Linked DNA regions of Mus musculus: region 2 is linked to region 1. A link is a contact called in public Hi-C data. All regions are on one chromosome and are shown on one strand. The core of a region is the stretch at or near the end of the contact, and the rest is flanking DNA. Distances in the headings are between cores, read along the strand shown. Region 1 holds the start of Pxylp1 (2-phosphoxylose phosphatase 1). Region 2 overlaps Spsb4 (splA/ryanodine receptor domain and SOCS box containing 4).

What was found. A called contact is a pair of places that touch in the nucleus more often than the background predicts.
Region 2: a contact with region 1 is called in a Hi-C map of liver, with 6 times the contacts expected there. The contact joins the enhancer-like site here to the promoter of Pxylp1 in region 1. A contact is called at or near these places in 3 of 484 Hi-C or Micro-C datasets (CD8 T cells, embryonic stem cells and liver), 2 of 115 datasets of contacts at active chromatin or transcription factors (both in embryonic stem cells) and 2 of 9 other capture datasets (adipose tissue and pancreatic islet).

Annotation. Positions count from the first base shown.
Region 1 is chr9:96,887,870-96,892,635 of GRCm38.p6, forward strand. It overlaps Pxylp1 (2-phosphoxylose phosphatase 1), which reads right to left and starts at 1,605. Exons shown (of 6, transcript NM_001289647.1): 1 at 1,490-1,605.
Region 2 is chr9:96,963,428-96,968,405 of GRCm38.p6, forward strand. All of the region lies in intron 2 of Spsb4 (splA/ryanodine receptor domain and SOCS box containing 4), which reads right to left. Among named protein-coding and RNA genes, the nearest start is that of Gm16010, 48 kb to the right of the region's middle. Within about 2 kb of position 3,289, at least 12 of the 459 cell types and tissues checked have an H3K27ac peak or open chromatin away from gene starts, as enhancers often do. A contact at or near this core is called in liver, where this site is marked.

The sequences.
Region 1 (4,766 bases), core at 355-2,854:
CATCAAAGAGAAACCACAGAGACAGGGCAGTCCTACAGCCCAGAGTGCTGTGCTCCAGGCGGTCCACGCTGCCACGGGTTCCCATCTGCAGCCTCCCAAGGTATCTGTGAGGGCAGGCTGGCCCAGAGCCAATCCTAAAAGAGAAATACCCTTTATATGTTCTTTCTCTGACTAGGCAATTAATTTAATCTAAGATTTAATGAAAGACCCCAGAAGGGAAGGGGTGAACGCACACGCTGGGCTGTCACCATGCCATCTCCACTTCTCTCCGGGGACCATGAGGCTTTCCAAGCCATCTGCTTTAAATCCTCTTCCCACAGATGTCACCACAGGGCACCAACACCTCTGAGGAGGGGGCTGGTGCCAAGCCCGACCGACAGTTCCAGAGGGTAGGCTGGGCTCATCACTGTCTAGTCCATAGTCAGGGTCCAGCCTGGGACTTGCCGCAAAGAGCAACAAATGTCCCTAAGCCATGGAACTCTCCCAGAGCCCCTCCTTGATCACTCACTCATCCCACATTTCCCTATCCACACCAGATCTGATCCAGATTCCTAACTGGTTTTTACCTGTTGAATGTTTAGGAAGCATCCTTGCCTTTCCACAAAGACACGGGCCCACCCTAGAGGGGACAGTTACGTTCCCAGAGCTGTGGTGAGAGAGTGGGGATGTGGCTCCATTTCCCCAGCATAGCTAAATCTTCCCCGATCCACAGGTACTACTGACAGCCAGTCACAGCAGCAAAGAAAACCTGCTCCATATTTGTGGGTAGCAAAGCCGGCTTCTTTTTAAGAAATCGCAACCTATCCAAGTTCACCAAGCAAAAGCAAGCAAAGAAGTAACCACACTGTCCTAAACAGAACACTGAGCAAGCATAACCTGCACGCGTGAAGTGGCCCTGGGCTGGGCCCAGGGTTCCTGCGCCGCAGGCAGCAGGTAGCTGGCGAAGCACCAGCCCCACCCCCGGGGCAGGCCCTGAAGTTGCAGCCCCTTTTTACCTGGACACTGCAGCTATGGGACAGCCGGGAGAAGGGGGACCCCGGAGCTCAGATTCCCGCTGAGTCGTTCAGCAGGAGCGCCTAGGCAGAATGGGACCCCGCTGGGGTGGCGGCGGGGACCGTAGGAGCAGAGCTGGGAGGGAGAGGCGAGCGGCAGGCAACCAGGAGGAGGTAGGCGTGGGAGGGCTTGAGGGAGAAAAGGGGGTGTGCGGGCAGGCTTCTAGGGTGCAGGGCTGAGAAAGGGGAGACGGATCGGAGGGCAGGGACCCCTCTCCAACGCGGGGAGGGTATGGGGAGAGGTGGCAACTGGGGAGCGCGTAGATAAGGGAAAGAGCTTGGTGGCAGGGCTCACACCCGCTGCTTGGAAGCCCGCCCCTGCCTCCGGATCTTGGCATCGCGGACACCTCTCCGGGGTCGCCCCCCAAGACCCTAGACACAAGCCCGCCTTGCGAGAAGCCTCACAACCGCTGGGACCCGGCGCGCACCACACTCACCGCCTACGGTCCCGGCCTCCGTCGCTGTGCGTAGGGATCTCCACCCGCAGCCAGCTCCTCCTGGCGGGAGTGCAGGCGGCGGTGGCGCGCGCAGGCCGCCAAACTCGGGGTTCCGCAGCGCCCCCTACCGGGACCGCCGGGTCCCTGCCCGGCCCGACGCGCTCAGGGCGCCCTGGAGCTCCGCCCCGCAGGCGGCCGTGCGGGACCAGCAGGCTGCGGCGACCCGCATCCCGGGCCTTGGAGGCACACATGGCCTGGAGTGTCCAAACAGTCATCCAGACAGGCTCCGGTCGCGCCGTCCGGGTCCGGGAAAGCGCGCGCACTCGGAGCGCACAGGGCCTATGCTCCTCCCTATGCCGGACTTAGGACCCGGGAGGGTGCCATGGCCCCAGGACACTGCCCTGGACCCGTCCCAGCCTTGGCTAGGGTGCTTTGTGACTGCGTGCCTAACTCCGCGCCGCGGATCTAGCTGCGGATGTGGGTCCTGCGGTGCCTCGTGGACTCAAAACTGGCATATCCTAGCCACCGTGCCACCTCCACCCAAGCGCCTGTCCCGCGCTTCTCTTCCGGCGCGGGCCACATCCGGCCTGTGTCTACTCTAGACCTGGCAGTAGTTTTGTCCCTAAAGGCCTGCAGGCATCCACCCTTGAGAGGTCGTGGCTGTGTCACGGGGGCGTTTCTGCATGACCCCAGGGCTGCCAGCCAAAGACCCGCGCAGCACTCGTTCTATAAAGCTGTGTTTGTGGGTCTTTTGTTGTTGTTGTTTCAAATGCTGTAAAAAAGGATCTCACCAACCACAATTGTGAGATTGCCTTTGTTGTCAGTTCTGGGACTACAGTGACACCCTTGTGCCTCTCTCAACTGCAAAAGAGGTGCGGTTTTGAGGGTAGCGCATCACTTGATTTTCCCTAACTCATTCGATAGTGACTAAATCAAAACACTTTATATTTTATCCATATTTTTACCTCCAATTTCTCCCCTCAAATCAGCTAGATTCTACTTCCCTAGCCTGCATTCCATTTACCCCCATGGTCCAGCCATCTGGAATGCCTTCTCTGTTCAATGCCTTGATGGCCAGCTGGCACTTGCCTGAGGACACTAGTTACTATCCCTCTCACCCAATTACCCAGGCTCAACACCACCTTCAGCCTGCTTATCCCTTCAGTACTAGCGACAGCTTTCTCCAATACGTGAGCATGAAATCTCACTCCCCGTTAAATTCCTACTTGGGCTGGCCCTCAAGGACCACCACAGTCCAGGCATCCTATCCAACACAGACTCTTCCTTCTCGCCACGGACTCTTGACAGTTCTGCTCTAATTCCAAGTTCCACTCCTTCACAAGTCACACAGGCTGCAGATGACAGACAACTCCATCCACACTAGCCCAAAGCAAAATACATACATACATACATACATACATACATACATACATACATACATACATACATCAGAAAAGGGGGTTAGGGCAGGGCTTGTCAGCTTCAGGCCTGGAACTTGACCCCAGATGCTCAGCTTTGCTTTCTCTCAAGTCTACTACCCTTTCAGGAACACGGGAGTCTCCAGCCGACGCAGGCTCGCAACTCTGCCTCCACCACAAACCCAGCCTCTCTCTGCAAACTACCCAGGCCTGATTTTGTTCTGGATGGAGCCCTTGTGGGTCTGTGCCACATCTTCTGTAACCCATAGGCGTATGTTCCCTTTCTTGGCTACTTACTTACCCTTCCCATGGGATATGTAGACAGTCTTAGGTTCAACATGACCACAAGAGGATGAAAGGTGACTCGGGCATCATTTCTCTACAAAAATTTGCCACTATCCCACTCGACTGGGGTATTCTCCACTATTCTTCTGGAAGTGGGAACAGGTCTCCTCTGCCTGAATCTTCCTCCACGCGGCACTTAGAGTTTCCATCGTTGCACCTTCCTACAATCCAGGTTAATACCGGATACCACGATCATCTTTCCCTCTTTCCTTCAACCTCTATTCCCTGAACACTTCGACATTTTTCCCACTCTGGAGAAAGCATTCCACCTCCTTTCCTGAGGGTCTTTAAGGGTTGAAGGGTTTCCAGGGAAGGGAAAAGGAGAGGTTCCTACAGGGGAGAATGGCAAGCCTCCCTCTGCAGTGATAAAATAGGGTATCTGTCTGAGGCAGCTGGAGCCACTTGGCTAATGGCTGGGGAGGCAGTGCCAACGAGTGTAGCTCCCAGATATCCTCAAGCAGGAAGCGGGAGCAGATTTCTCTCATGCCAGATACCAACATAATACTGGTTATCCAAATACATGATCCAAGTTATCCCCTACTATCCTCCAAGTGAAATAAAAATTCTATTTCTCTGGCCCTGGCAACCAAGAGAGTCCTGACTAGGACAAGCCCCCAACCCAGCACAGTGTCACACGCTCCTGAAAACAGTGCCTGTCACCTTCATTACTCATTTGCTAGAGCAGCGAACTGTGCCCCTGGATGACCATAAAACAGAGAACTAGCACGGTGCCAGGACTCACACCCTCCCCCTTGAACTGTTTGCTACAGGAAAACACCCACCATTTATTGAATGAAAGCTGAGCCCACCTGTCCTCTAAAAACATTGGGCAGCACCAAGTCTTGAATAGTCTACTAGGCAGCACACGCTGCCACATTGCCCCAGCATCCCTAGTTGGACTGGAGTAGCCATCAGCGGATGAACACCTTCAAGGCCATCTCACCCCTGGAGCAAAAAGCCTGCAAATATTTGCACAGCCTCCTTTGTCTGGGGACTTACAAAACCTGCTCCCTGTCCCCTCCCTTCTTACAGGGCCACATTGCCACAGGGTGCCTAGTCTGAGTTAACAAACCGCCATGCCAACGGTCTTCCTAGGGAGAAAAACAGGTTGCGTTATTTGAACCAGTTTCTACATTGCAAAGACCTGAATTGCTCACAATTCCGCCTTACTGCCAAATCTATTGACACCACAAAATATTTCTGTGCTGCCTACCACCATATTCAGATGGACAATATTATTTCCAAATTCTCTTCACCGTGGGTTTGGTTTTCTTTGGTGATAGCTAGAATGTCCATTCACTACAGGAATGTGGAGAAATACTAAGTGCTCAAATATTAAAGGTTAAGATAAAAAATTATTCAGGATAGATTTCTTGTTGATTCATAGAGCAGAGAGCATCAGACTGACTGGCATATTTATATTAAATGGAAATTGCCCTGTCTACCCCACATCTGCAACCCCAGCACCTTGGAGAGAGAAATACCTTGCAAAAGGTTAAAGGTCTGTTTCTTCG
Region 2 (4,978 bases), core at 2,039-4,538, 77 kb after region 1:
AGCTTCTGGGGAGACTTAAACAGACTGCAAGCTCCTTCCAAGGCCCCGAGGAACTTTCCCAGCCACTCTAGCGGGCATGAGCAACTAAATCTGTTCCTGTGTCCACACTTGCTTAGTTAGGGCCCCGCTGTGGCCACCCGTGCCTGCCCTGAGTATCTCAGGAATCTGTCCTGAGTGACTTGCTCCGGGGGTGTGGCTTCTCTCCAGCCCTCCACTGTGGCATCCTGCTTAGGATTAATTGCATTTTGGAAGGGCAGACTGGACTAAGACCGGATGGGCTCAAAGCATGCATGACCTGGCACCATCTGCCAACTGCTGTCTTTAGAGGGATGCTGTTTGACACCTTCGGGGACTCTATAGCCTTGTAGCAAAGAGTGGTTGTAATCCCTGATCTTGGAAAGACAGAGATGTCAAAGAGATTTAAGTAACGCATAGGACAGGCACAGCCACTTGGGGATATTTCTGGCTTGTTGTTTTGTTTTGTTTTGTTTTGATCTGATATAGGCTGAGATGGAATCCTCCTTCCATGTCACAGTTCCAGTTGAGGAGCTAGCATTGAGCACAGGCTGACGGGATACAGGGGCTTTGGGCAGGAGGATTAGGGGAACCCTGGAGTCCAGCCAGCAGGGACAAGGATGAGCTGTGGCTGTCTAAACTCTCCTTGGTGACGCTGTCCTTGTGCAGCCATTCTGACCGCAAGGCATTCGGAGGTGCCGTGCCTGGTCCTGGGCAGTAATAATGAATACAATTCCACTCTTCCCCTGAAGTATCCTCATTGAAAACTCTTCCAAGTTGAAGGTTTTACTTCTTGTACGCTGGCTTTGGCATTCAGGGAGCAATGCTTGTCTCCACGGCCTTGCTTCCCACCATTCTCCCTGCATGCCACCCACCGCCACCGCCTCAGCCCTGTAATCTTACCTCAGGGCCTTTGCCCAAGCTCATCTTTCTAATGTGAATAATTTGTCTCTCCCCATCCCATTTAACAGACTCTTACTAGGTAAATCTGCCTCTGTATCTCACAAGGTCCCTCTGTTAGCCTTCCATGATCCCCAGGACAGACCAGGCTCCTGTTATACTCCTCTTCTGGACCACAATTTCTCCTATATGCTATCACCATAGAAGTAACTACATGATATTTTCTGCAATTGCTTGGGCTATTTGTCCTCCCTGCTAGGTGTCTTCCTTGGCTGGCATCCCCTCTCTCTGTCGCGTGCATCATCACAGGAGCCAGCATGAAGCATACACTCAGTGAAGTGCACTTTGGCAGGCAGTGACTGTGCCTTTCACTTGTCTGGGCCACTCCAACCTGCTACCTGTTCTCAAGCCCTGTCTGAACCCTGATCCCTTGGTCTTTCTACCCAGACACACCTTTTGCATTAGCCACTTTCCTATTTCTGTGATAAAAGACCATGACCAAGACAACTTAAGGAAGGGAGGGTTTATTTGGGGCTTACAGTCCCTGAGGGATAGGACAGGAGCCCATCACCACTATGGTGGAAAAGCATGGCAGGAAACAATGGCAACTAGAACAGTAAGCTTAGAGCTCACAGATTTTTTAAAAATTTAATTTATTTAATGTATATGAGAGCTCTGCTGCATATATACCAGCATGCCAGAAGAGGGCATCAGATCTCTTTATAGATAGGTGGTCATGAACCACCATGTGGGTGCTGGGAATTGGATCAGGACCTCTGGAAGAGCAGCCAGTGCCCTTAACCACCAGAGCTCACAGCTTGAACTGCAAGCAGGAAGCAGAGACACTGGGCAAAGCCCACCTCCAGTGGCATACTTCCTCCAACAAGGCCATGCCTCCTAAGCCTTCCCAAACATAGCCACTAACTGAAGACCAAGTGCCTGAGACTTGGGGTGTTGGGGGTGGGAGACAACATCTCATTCAAACTATTACACATTCCTTGCCCACTGCTTGCCGTTTGATGAAGGAATGAATGAGTCACGTGGGAGCAGGAGGAGCTGGAATGGCAGATAAGCCACACGAGAGCCCCAGGTGCTCCGCTGCCTGGCTGACATGTCTGGAGGATTATCTGTGGATCCCAGGACTCAGGGGTGAAATGGCAAGCGTCCTTCTAAGCATGAGGGAGACCCTGAAGTGTCTCCAGTGAGCCACAGCAGGTAGTGGGAATGAATAGTGGAGGGCCATGAGGACTGATTTAAGGCCCACAATGCACTATTGACATAGTTTGTGTTTAGCAAGAGGCTAGCTGTCTAGCTTTTTTAGAAAGGTAGAAAATATTCAGATGGTGGGAAGAGCTGATGTGTCCATCACTTAGGAGAAATAGCAAGTGAGTTACTCCAAGAGTCCTTAGCAGGGATCACCTCCTGAGGTCGCTAGCCCTGTGCTGGTAGTCTACCTGTTATGCTATTTGCACCTCAGATAACTATAGTAAGTGTGGGTTGTTATTTCCACTTTAGAACTGAGACAGGGGTCTGGGATGGCTGAGAAATTTGTCTGGGGTTCCAGAATTAACATGGCCCAGATAGACAGGTGGACTCTCAAGCCTTTGTCACAGCTACAGAATGAATGAGGTCAGGCTGGTATCCCCAAATCTAAAAGTGCACATGTGTTTAGGAAGACAAGTTCCTTGGATTATTTTTGGTCAAAATTTCCCCAATCTCGCCAGACTAAGGGCCTAGAATGCAGAGGAGAACCAAGGAAGGATGACCCCTTGGGTTGCTTGGCCCTGGGAATTATCGAACAGCCAGTAGGGGATGTAGCCATCTCCAAAGGTCTGGGCTATTGGGTTTCACTGCCCTTTCATATACTTCCGGGTAGTGTTTCTCTGAGTCAGTGCCCTTGACTTACAGCAAGCCATTATAGCTACAGGCCTTAGAGGAAGGTACTCTCTACCCCTTGTTTAGCTTAGCAGAGCAGCAGCTCCTTTGTGGGGTCCTGACCACTTCATTGGGACTCTCTGTTGGGTTTACACCATGCGTTCAGTAGCAGGCCGCTATGTGGTTGCTCTCCAAGTGCCATGAGTGCCCAGGGTTCTTTCCCCTCATCTCCTAGGCACTGGCCACACCCAGGGCTACCAGACCCCAGAACTTGAGGGACTCAGTCCAGAGACTCCCTTCCCTTTTCATCTCCACCCCACCCTGAGACTCACCTACTACTCCGGCCATCTCGCTCATGCACCTGGCCCCTTTGCTTAGAGAGGTTACACATAAACCCACGGGCTGGTTTCCTGATGGTGCCAAAGAATGTCACAGGTCGGTGCACAGAAACATTAAATATTAAACAACGGAGATGTGTTGTCACAGCTCTGGAGGCTCAAAGGTTAAAGTCAAGGCATGGCCAGGGTCACCATCTTCTAAGGCTGTGAGGGAGACTCTGCTGTGCCTAGTCCCTAGCTTCCAGTGGCTCGCCAACTGTATATGTTTAGTGTGACTGATGTACGCAACCTGCTGGTCTCTGGCCTATGCCTTCATGTTCCTATGATTGCCCATGTGCATTTCCCTGTCTCCTGAGAATACCAGTCACAGAAATTAATGCCTCCCAAGTGATCTCATCTTGATTCACTACAACTACAATCTGAGTAAGGTCTTGAAGGACTTCAGTTCACAGCCCCTCTGCCTATGTGAAGCAAGAGCTGATGAGGGTTATGAGGGAGAAGAAGTCATCCTGGAAGCATGGGCTAGGTTCATAAGATACTTACTTCCTGGGAAATCATGAAGGAAAGAGGGAGACATGAGTACAGCTCAGAGGTGGCCATAGGAGCCACTGCATGTGGTCAGCACAGCCGCTGCCGCAGATGGTGGCTTCTTGAGCCTGGGCTATCTAAGACAATGCTGGGTACATGTCTGATCACGTGTAGTTCACACCTGTCCCCGACAGAAGGAGACTCTTGGAAGGAGGCTGACCAGGGCAATGTGTTTTAGACCTCAGCTCAAGTGAAATCAGGGAACTAGACTTGAGCCAGCTCTGATGCCAAGTCTTGTTCTTTGCTAAATCTAAGTTCACGATAAAACCCTGTTCCAGCAATACAAGTAAGTGAACTTCATGGGTTATAAATTCTCCTCTAAGGAAGTGTTCCCCAGTCCTGAGATTCTGCAGGAGACGAACTGCCATCAGATGCTAGGAAGTGCATACTTTAGATTAGAGGACAGAGAAATCTTTTCTGGAATATCAGGTAGCATTCAGTACTGACAATCTCAAGACAGTTGACTGTCTTTGGCTTAGTATCTTTTACTTCTAGGGAACTTACCATGCAGAAATGAATTCAGTGGTTGGAACGAGTGCAAGAAAAGCATTCTGTGCAATGTTATTTCTAAAGAGGCAAGTCAGCAATGACCTCAGTGTACAAAGTACAGGACACTGAAGTTACAGTACAACCAAATAGTGACCTATTAGTCATCAAAACCCAATATGATTTCTACAAACACTACCATTATCTAGTTCTGGTATCTAAGCAGTTAGGTAAGAGGAGGGAGACAAACTGTCATTATCTATAGGCAATACAACAGTATGCCTGGACCACCCTAGAGAACTCCAAGAGAGCTTAACTAAGGGAATAAGAACTCAGAGAGGCAGTTCATTACTGACTGGTAGGATCTGCTTCCTTCCGAGATAAACAACAGTTTAAGAAGTATAACAGAAAGTAGGAATCTTTTCGCAATAAAAACACAAAGATGAACCACCTAGGGATAAGCAGGACAAGAATTGACTATAAGAAGACTATTATAAGGACAAGAATTGACTAAGACTCATAAGAGTAACAATGTAGACAGGCTGAAGGCCAAAACTGAGAGCTTGAAAGAAGTGGTGTATTTTATGTTTGGATGGGCGTGTTCAATGACTGGATACGTCAACTACCCCCCTACCCCTGCCCAAGGATAATGTCTAAACACAGTGTGAGCTCAGAATACCAACAGGACTTCTGGAGACCTTAACCATAACTGATTAAAATTTATCTGGAAAAGTAAATACAAAAGAAGGAACGGAAAACAATGCTCTGAGAAATGA